Linked DNA regions of Drosophila melanogaster: region 2 is linked to region 1. Evidence: chromatin contacts called from public targeted proximity ligation data. All regions are on one chromosome and are shown on one strand. The core of a region is the stretch at or near the end of the contact, and the rest is flanking DNA. Distances in the headings are between cores, read along the strand shown. Region 1 holds the start of Tmhs (Tetraspan membrane protein in hair cell stereocilia). Region 2 holds the start of acs (arcus).

Region 1 (4,441 bases), core at 1,380-3,879:
GTACTACTAATTGTCATATATTGCATATGTTTCTTGTATCTTTGATCGTATGTAGAAACCATCAATCAGTTTTTAAACTGACATTTCAGCTGCTTTAAAAATCTGCTTGTCAGTAAAGAAACAAGACCTGTATCACATTGCACTTTAGTTTCCTGTGCACTGCAATAAATACTCGAAAACAAGCTGAAAATCAACGGCTATGGGTGAGTTGCAATATCAGCAATTACGGCGACTTTTCAGCTGGGACTGCACATACTCACTCGTATGAGCGATGAAATAAGGTCAGTTGGGTAATGGTTATACCTTAAACGTGGCCGCCGGCCAAATTGAGGAGCCAAGAAGAATGCAGTTGCAGTGGCAGTTGAAGTTGGCAAAACTGCACTCCAAGCTGAGAGTGGGGCTTTCTTCGATCCGCACTGGTCATTTCATATCCATCTACAACTCGAACTCCCTGAGCCGCGGATGACTTTCTACTTTATAAACATAAATTTCACATTAGGCACAGCCAGACGACCGCGTGGTGAGTAAACCGTGTCTGGAGCGGCTTCTGACTTTGAAATGGGGATTCCCTCGCCCCGAGAGACGCCGAGGAGCCATCAAACAGCCAAAACAGCTACCAATTGGCCACACACTGGTAATTAATTTTCACATTTTCAGCTTTTCACCGGCTAAGCGGGGGAAAATCTCTCATTGTTCCGCTTGGCGATCAGCGGAGCTACATGTACATGTAACCAGCTTGTTATGGTTTGTTTTGGCCAACAAAGTGGAACCTAAAGACTTTGGTGCCACTGGCTTGATTAACACGTTCGTCGTTTCTCAAAAAAAGTTGCTAAATTTCAGCCACCACCATTCGAAACTGGTTCCTACATTTCAGAATTATGCGGAAATGGCGTTTAAAGTGGCTCTTGTTCCATGTTTTTATTCCAACTTTTCGCCTTTGCCCATTTCTTTGGGTTCGGGTTCCCCCCTTTATACAATGTGTTTGTTTTTTTTTTTGTCCAGGTGTGATGATCGTTTCTGCATATATTGTGTTCCAAACAGACGATTTCTTTTCTCCTCCCAGCAGGGAGAACCGCAAAACGGAACGGGATTGAAGACACGGAGAACCGGCAAAATTTTACTTTTTTTGCGGTCAGTTACTCAATGTATTGACAGCCGTTCCAGCTGCCATCCATTTTGGGAGAAGTCCGCTTTTTTCAGCGCTTACTTTTTGCGAAAGTTGCTGGTGGTGGATGCCACACAGCCCCTTTGAAGAGTCTTCAATCCGACCCGATCCCATCCAGAGCTGGTCCGCTCACTCATCCACTCGCTCGTGGGCCGCTGGTATGTGTCTCTGTTTCCCTACGTTTTTTATTAGATCACGATTTGGATGTTAGCAAACATTCGCGCATACCAAGCTGCCAACCATGATCAACGGGCCCAAACAACTACAATGGGGGTCTATGCATAATCGCAGCTCACAACGAGATTCTTCACTCGGCTTTTGCCTACGAAAAAGTCAGGAGCGGCTAGAGGTTCTATCTAATATCAGGGATATTTCAAATCGTAAGCTAATCTGAATCAGCTCTACTGACTCACACTCTGCAGTGTGAAATATGTGAACCATCTGTTCATAACATAACTTTTGGAAATATTACAATCCATCTTCCAAAGTTCGGCCATAAATTTCCCTTTTTCCTGCTGCTTTCCGAGCGCCCTATTTCCATGCCCTTCATCACGAAGGCCGCCTCTGCGCAGCCGCAGAAGTTTCGTTTCAGTAGAGATGCTCGTTTGCCTCAAAAAAGAAATATAAAAACAAAACCCAGCAGAAAAACAAAAAACTGTGCCTCTTTCTGGTTTTTCACGTTACTCGGGCGCGCAGTTGTTGTTGCAGTTGCAGTTGCAGCAGTTGTTGTTGCAGTTGCAGTTTTCGTACGCACGTCTTCACATTGCCAAGTTATGCATGTGTGTGTGACTAGCACACTGAGAAGAAATTGCGTTAAGTTTCTAAAATATTTCAGAAACCATTTCGAGTTGAAGGTTATCCAAAAGTATCAACTATTTTAAACCAATTTTAAACCTAAGACTACAATGCTTTTGTGACAAGTTTCTCAAGCTATTTTCCCAATTATTTCTCCAAGTGCAACCGTACAAGTATGCGATTGTGAATGTGTTTCTGCACTTCGCTATATTGTGTCTAATGTTGCATAGATACATATGTATATATTTTTTGTAGGTTTTCACGTTTTTATGTTGTTTGAACTTTGTTGTTTCAGTTGTTATTGGAGTAACTGCAGTATGGTTGTTGTTTATGGCTGCCTTTAGAGTCGTTTTCCGACATTTAAAATGGCAAAAACGGGGCGCAGTTTTGTCGTCTGACATTTACTTCTGCCGTTAAGATCGAATTCAAACTGAGGATTTGCAAACTCTTGCTTTTTCATGCGTTATTTCGCTGCTTACGTTGGTCGAGAACAGGTTTCGGTTTTAGCTGTTCCTCCGGACTATTGTTGTTATTTTAATTTACTACTATTGTTCGCGAGTTTGCATTAATTATTAAAAATCGCGGGCAAGGAATTCGAATTCGATCCGCTTCTTCCGAAGAAACCAATAAAACTGAACCGTCGCGTTCGGCGCTGAGAAACGAACTGAATCTTTCTTGGCATTGGGAGTCTAAGATACAGACACACAGATACTCACATTCACTTGCGTGCCTGTGTGAGTGGGCCACCGAGAGAAAGAGGGAACAAGAGAGAGAGAGAGAGATGGAGTCCAGGTGAGAGTTCCCGATCTTGGCCCGCCTTTGATAAGTGCAGCGAAAATTGTTGGCATTTCTTTTCAATCATTTAGCTCGATAAACAGTGCTGCATTCAATGTCTTTCCCTCAAAGAATTACTGAGATTTCTCCACTTATCTATCTGATAGCCTCGAGATCTGGAGAAAGACCCAGAGAAAAGTCGGGGGAGGTTTCTTAATGCCTCTTGTCTACCTGCAGGATGTTTGCCGCATTCATTGAACTGCTTTCTTTGTGCAAGCAAATGTCAAACCAAATGTTTGGTTTTGAAATAGCTAGCCGACATTAGAACTCTAAGATAAATGTGGAAATACACAGAAAATATACGAAATATCATATCATCAATATATATCATAAAGAGAAGAGTGGTTGTAGTTAACTAAATCAAAACCCATAAATTATATTGATTGCTTTCAATAGTGAAATACCGACGATTTGGCATTATATTAATTTTTTCCGAATTTATATTTTCAAAGCGTTTAAAAGTCCCCACAGCACCTTATCCACCTCAATTTCAAATCGACCGCGCAGCGAACTCAACACGACCGTTCATCGTGTGGCATATCTCCCATCTATAGCAACCACCTTCCCCGATATCAGCTGACTTATCAGCTGTTCCGTACGGCAATCCGCAGTTGGGCACGCACTCACGTAGCGCTACAGTCAGAAAACCCATGTAAAAAGTCCCTTATAACTAAGTTAATAAATAAATAAACATAAAAGTAGAAAAATGAGCCCCTCAATCAGCGCGGAAGACAAGCTAGACTATGTAAAGAGCAAGATTGGCGAGTATCCGAACTTCCCAAAGGAGGGCATTCTGTTCCGGTGAGTTATCGTCACTCGAGGTTATTAGATTGGAGCACTAATAGTGCTGCGATGATGATTATGGGCGAGCAAATGGACCCTTATCAGGTTGTTAATGTGTAAAATCATTTGTTTTCATATTAAACATCAGTGACATATTCGGAGCCCTCACCGATCCGAAGGCATGTGTGTACTTGCGCGATTTGCTTGTTGATCACATCCGGGAAAGTGCTCCCGAGGCGGAGGTCATCGTGGGACTGGACTCGCGGGGCTTCCTCTTTAATCTCCTCATAGCCACCGAGCTGGGCCTGGGATGTGCTCCGATTCGCAAGAAGGGCAAGCTGGCGGGAGAAGTGGTTTCCGTGGAATACAAACTGGAGTACGGTATTGTGAGTACTCCCAAATATATTACTTACTATTCCCAAGCACAAAGATGTTTATGCTTTCAACTTAATTATCCCAGGACACCTTTGAGCTGCAAAAATCCGCCATCAAGCCCGGCCAAAAAGTCGTTGTCGTTGACGATCTACTAGCCACAGGTGGTTCCCTGGTGGCCGCCACTGAACTCATCGGCAAGGTGGGTGGCGTTGTCGTGGAGAGCCTGGTGGTCATGGAACTAGTTGGACTGGAGGGTCGCAAAAGGCTGGATGGAAAAGTGCATTCCCTCATTAAGTACTGAGAGTTAATCGAATTGTGACGAAGCCTTCCACACTTGCATTTACCTATTCAACTAGCAAATTTTTATAAAAACTAGACAGACGCATATTTTTATAACGAAATATATTTGGCTCTGATAACAGAATCGTATAATCTCTCAATGAAACATAGCTTATTTTATTTTGAATAATAATACATGGGTTGACTATT
Region 2 (5,074 bases), core at 1,904-4,403, 86 kb before region 1:
TCAGTCCGGCACTCTGTGGCCTTCATGCCAGCAGAAGACAGCCAAAGAGGTCCTGCCGTAGAAGGGGGGGATTGTTGTCGACGGGGGGAGGGGAGAGGACAGGACGCAGGATGCAGGATGCAGGAAAGCGTTGTCAGTAACCTGTGAGCAAAACATTGTAAATAAAATGCAGCTGGATTGCGAAGGAAGGAGGTTGTGGAGTTCTGTGTCTGGCTTGCTGACCTGCGGCGCTTTTGTGTTAATTGCGGTTGCATTTAATTACAGTTCGTTGCAACTGGCCAGCTTTCCCGACTGCACTGCGTTTTAACCACCTCCACCCCCCGCACATTTTCCACCAAACCGAGCCAAGACCTGAGCTAAGCTTTTAATTAAAATTAAAAATATTTGGTCTACTTTGGCAGCATGACTTTGGCATGTGTTCGACTATGCAGGCCATAAGCCAACATTGTTTACTGCGTGTGTGTATTGGCCAATTGCAATAAATCTTCTAGCCACATCATCAAATGTAAATTAAGGTCGAGTTTATTGAACCACAACGAATTCGAAGTTTACTTGTACACCGCAATGATGTCCAAAATGCTAACATAGGTGCCCACCACTCCGCCAAAGATGCCAAAGCACAAAAGCAGCAGATTGATGATCAACTTTATCCGGAATGGTCCATAGCCCTCGGTGTACTGGACGCAGATCTGGAGTAGCACGGGGAAGATGAGGCCCAGGATCGAAAGGCAAAAGGAGCCAACCAGGGAGAGGAAGACCGATAGATCCGGAATGGCAACCGCGCAGCCAACTAAAAATATATAAACATATTAAAACTAGTATTTCATCAAATGTTTCTTTCCTTACAAGTGAGCAGCACGATTATGGCTCTGAAAATCAGTTCATAGAATGTCTGCCTGGTTTCCTTGAAGCGCTTGGCCAAGTATTTATCCCACAGGATGTGGGCAGTCACATAGCCCTGCAAGGCATATGAGATCCAAGTGGTGATGGCAAAGAATACCTTTACCACCTGAGCGGGTCTAAAAGGCGGAATTCAACATTAAGTGGCTAACACTTAAATAGCATTGAGAACTCACATTTCAGACTGCGGAATATTCAGTGTAATACTGCCCTCCGACTCATTGCCATATTTCCAGTAGCCAAAGAATCCGAGCAGAACATACAAGCCCAGCACTATGGACATGCCACTATTCAAAATGCCACAGGGGCCCACAAAGGATTTGGGCGTGGCCATATTCTCCTCAATTGCCAGGATCTTTTCAAAGAAGATAAATGATTAAATTGCATTATATATGATATGTTTATTATTTTTAAGACTTACCACTCCCACTGCTTCCAGAGCAAAGAGCACTGTGCCAAAGAAGGTGGGCAACTTTCCGGCGGCCACAAAAGGATCTCGTTCACTTAGGGGTGGTAGCTCCTCAAAGATGTAGTACAAAATGATGCCGAAACCTAGTTAAAAATTAAAAAGTGGAACTTAATGACTTCTTTTTAGAAAAAGTATGCAAATTAAACAAAAAACTTACCCACTAGAAGCAAAAGATTTGCTGCACTGGAAAAAGGCGCGAGTAGCTTTAAATTCTTTATGCTATATATCAGCAGGAGTGGCACAATGATGATGCACATGTGTATTCGCACATCCCAGACCACCAGATACTCATCCACCAGCTGCTTTATGCTTTCCGCTATGAAAACCACGTAGACGCAACAGATGCCGAAGTGGTAAAAGGCCAGGAAGCCATCTACAAAGGGACTGATGAAAAATAACACTATAAAATATGATTTACATACAATATATAAAACATAAAACAAGTAAGTATGCCTCATGCCTAAGTTAAATGCTAAAGCCACTAGGAAACAAATTTCACAATAGGTACTCAACACTTGGCTAAAATGTAAATTGGTAAACCTTCCGCAACTTAAGCAAGTAATTGAATAAAAAAAACCCTCAAGATATTATTGATAAGCGATGTAAACCAATTACTAAACAAACTATTGGGATGTGCCCCCATATTTTAGGGTGCTATTGTAAAGATAAAGATACAATAAATCGTAGTGAAAATCTATTGATCAACAACAAGATAAGATTTTCATTACCCAATTGAGTAATCATTAAAAAGCACTTAGAAAGTTAATCAATATATAGAGGGAAGTTATAGATAGCAGTTGTTTTGCCGAGTTACTTCACTTACACGGCAATGGGTGCCAAACAACGCAGCCAGGGTGGACCTTGTTTGAGTCCCAGATTCATGGCCTGCGAAAAGCTGACGTAGGGAACCCGCTGCCGCTTGCACAGTATGTACATGCATTTGATCTGTAAATCAAGTATATATAAGTAAGTAAGGAAATTTCTATGTGACTCCCACCAAAAACCCACCAAAATGTGCAGGCAGTAGAGGGCCAGCGATCCAATGATCAGCGTGAGAAGGGTGCCATTCACATATCCTGCGTGTGCGAAGGCACTGGGCATGGCCAGGACGCCAGTGCCCACGGAAGCCTTCAGGAAGTGGGCGAATGTCTGAAAGTTTCTGGGGAAAGTGGGGCCTGAAAATGATTCTCTGAGCTCAGCACTGTTGAAAATCTATGCTTACGTAGTGGGATTCTTCAGCTCGCGGTGCTGATGAGGATCGTAATCATCGTTACTGCCATTCGCTGATTTTGTTGGGGTCGTTAATTCCAGTGTGGTTGGGTAAACCGTCACGGTTTTTATATCGTCGCTGTTGGGGGAGCAATTAAAAGTTGTTTTTGAGGTGAATTGATTGATTGATAAATGGGTTCGGGTCGTTAAACAATAAGCGCCAAGGAGGTTCCTCGAGAAAAGATGTTGGTTCAAAATTAAAGGTCGTAAAAATATACAATTTCTTAACCGGGATTTGGTTGAGGCTAATGTTTTGTCATTTATTGTGTTTGCGCATCAGTTAGCTTATTTTTTACGATCTCGAAACCAGAAGAATACGAAGACTACTCACTTCATAGCGATAAAGTAGCGACCGAGTATTTGATAAAGCTACTTGAGCTCGCGGGCGTATAAATCTTTTATCACACGCAATTAAGTCGCCAAAGAGACAAAGATCGTTTCGTGATTGCGAATTCCCGGCCCAACCAGATTTCTTGGGGACTCAACCGAGTGCCTGGCCCACCGGACGGATACTAAATTTCGGATCCCGGTCGAAGCCGCTCAACACCTCTCGTTCGTAAACCGTGCTGATAATCTTGGAAAGATAATTGCACGATAATCAGCCGTATCAGAAGACTTCGCGGGGAACGTGGGAAACCGGAGTGCAGCAATCCGAAATGTATGCCAAAATATTATGTGCACTCTTAAGTGGAAATAATAAAACCAGAATGAAGGCCTTAACCAGTTTGCTGATCGGTTTGAACCTCCCGAAAAGTTCATCGACAATCATCAAACTCTTTATACCTAATATATTATGGCAAAAGCTTGGACATCATTGAATTCAACATTTCTAGTTAGTCGATACTTCCACACAAAGCTTACATTTTACTTTACAGAATAAAGCTTTAGGATATCAGGGCGTATACGTGATGTAGAGATGTATATTTTCAATTTTACACAGTAACCTCTGAAAATGACATCTCCTGTTTTGAGCAACAGTAAAATTTAAAAACATTTACTTTAAAACAAAAGTGCTCCCGAAAATGTCTAAGAATCCACTTCGATTGTTCATAAAACCTGTAATTCTTCGCCGCCTGTCTGATAAGCCCAAGTTGAGCAACAAGCCATCGAACACCCCTCGCCCACCAAAGGATCCACCGGATGAGGGCTACCAACCGACCAGTGTCGATCACAATGGGATCGATGTGCCGCCGTTTGTGAGACCCTCTTCCTTCCGCCAGTTCAGTGGACCGGATGAGAAGCTGGGACCAGGAGCAGGCAAAGCGCTGCCCTACAAGAACCCAACTTACTTTGGCTATCATCGATTCTCATTTATGGAACTCACGGTCACGGCTGTGGAGTTACGAGACGAACGTCGATTGGACGGAGGACTACAGGCATCCATCGAAGCCGACGAAGAATCCGAGTGTGGCGAGGCCCAACTGGAGACCATGAAGAAGCTGGAAAGCGAGTGCGATGCGATACTCTCCAACCAAGCCAAGAAAATCCAGAAGGCCAAATCTTCGGCCGAGGAGAAGTGTCTCCAGGAGATGAGTGAGGAGGAGCTAAAGGAGTGGTGCAAGAAAAAGGAGGAGGACATCAAAAAGAAGGAGCAGGAAAAGAAGGAGGCCAAGTCCTCGCCCAAGGAGAAGAAAATCCAGGACATGAGCGAGGAGGAACTGAAGGCTTGGTGCCAGAAAAAGGAAGAGGACATCAAAAAGAAGGAGCAGGAAAAGAAGGAGGCCAAGTCCTCGCCCAAGGAGAAGAAAGTCCAGGACATGAGCGAGGATGAACTGAAAGCTTGGTGCCAAAAGAAGGAAGAAGACATCAAAAAGAAGGAGCAACAAAAGAAGGAGGAAGGAAAGTGTGAAGGCGATGACAACAAAAAGGATTAAATAAAGCAGACTGCGTTACTCTTGAAAAATGAACAATATTGTTCAAAAATGTACGTTATTTGGTAGCTTAATAAATGAATTGTAGTTTAATTCCAGTATTTTTAGTGTGTTGAGCTTTGAAAAAGCTCTTTCGAAAACTGGTATATACTGGTGGCATATTAGCGGTCACACCATCCGATTTTCTCTCCCAACGAATTGAAATCAGTTGTTCGGTGTGCGTGTGTGGAAAAAGTTCGAGTTCGCCGAGAGAAGCGTGAAAATCCGATATCGAAACTACGTTTTTTTTTTAGTCATTATACCGATTGGCTATGCAAATTTAATTGCGGATCTCCCAAATCATCGAAAAGCCAACAGGTCGCCCCTCAACCAAAATAAACACAACAATCGAGCCGCAAATGAAACGGGCAAAAACAGCAAAGGCAACTGGCGAACCGCTTAACCGGTTTCGAAATATCCATCGTAGCACAGTTTCCTCGTCCATATAATATTCCGATTGCAGTGGATCAAAATATACACACACACACTCGCATATAAATTCGCAGATATACGTTGTTTGTGTGAG

Evidence for each region.
Region 2: a contact with region 1 is called in a targeted proximity ligation map of the Kc167 cell line, with 4 times the contacts expected there. A contact is called at or near these places in 28 of 107 Hi-C or Micro-C datasets (the Clone 8 cell line, the D17-c3 cell line, the Kc167 cell line and 10 more) and 1 of 7 datasets of targeted methods (the Kc167 cell line).

The regions. Positions count from the first base shown.
Region 1 is chr3L:1,883,845-1,888,285 of dm6, reverse strand. Tmhs (Tetraspan membrane protein in hair cell stereocilia) reads right to left here and starts at 2,629. Exons shown (of 6, transcript NM_167926.3): 1 at 2,440-2,629. Aprt (Adenine phosphoribosyltransferase) reads left to right here and starts at 3,267. Exons shown (of 3, transcript NM_001299980.1): 1 at 3,267-3,595; 2 at 3,726-3,963; 3 at 4,038-4,394. The coding sequence starts at 3,501. The coding sequence ends at 4,253.
Region 2 is chr3L:1,969,717-1,974,790 of dm6, reverse strand. acs (arcus) reads right to left here and starts at 3,153. Exons shown (of 9, transcript NM_139429.2): 1 at 2,970-3,153; 2 at 2,592-2,717; 3 at 2,378-2,528; 4 at 2,193-2,314; 5 at 1,527-1,753; 6 at 1,322-1,452; 7 at 1,077-1,255; 8 at 847-1,019; 9 at 506-790. The coding sequence starts at 2,974. The coding sequence ends at 549. It overlaps CG11815, which reads left to right and starts at 3,591. Exons shown (of 1, transcript NM_139428.3): 1 at 3,591-4,600. The coding sequence starts at 3,661. The coding sequence ends at 4,512. CG1927 reads left to right here and starts at 4,712. Exons shown (of 3, transcript NM_139427.4): 1 at 4,712-5,074.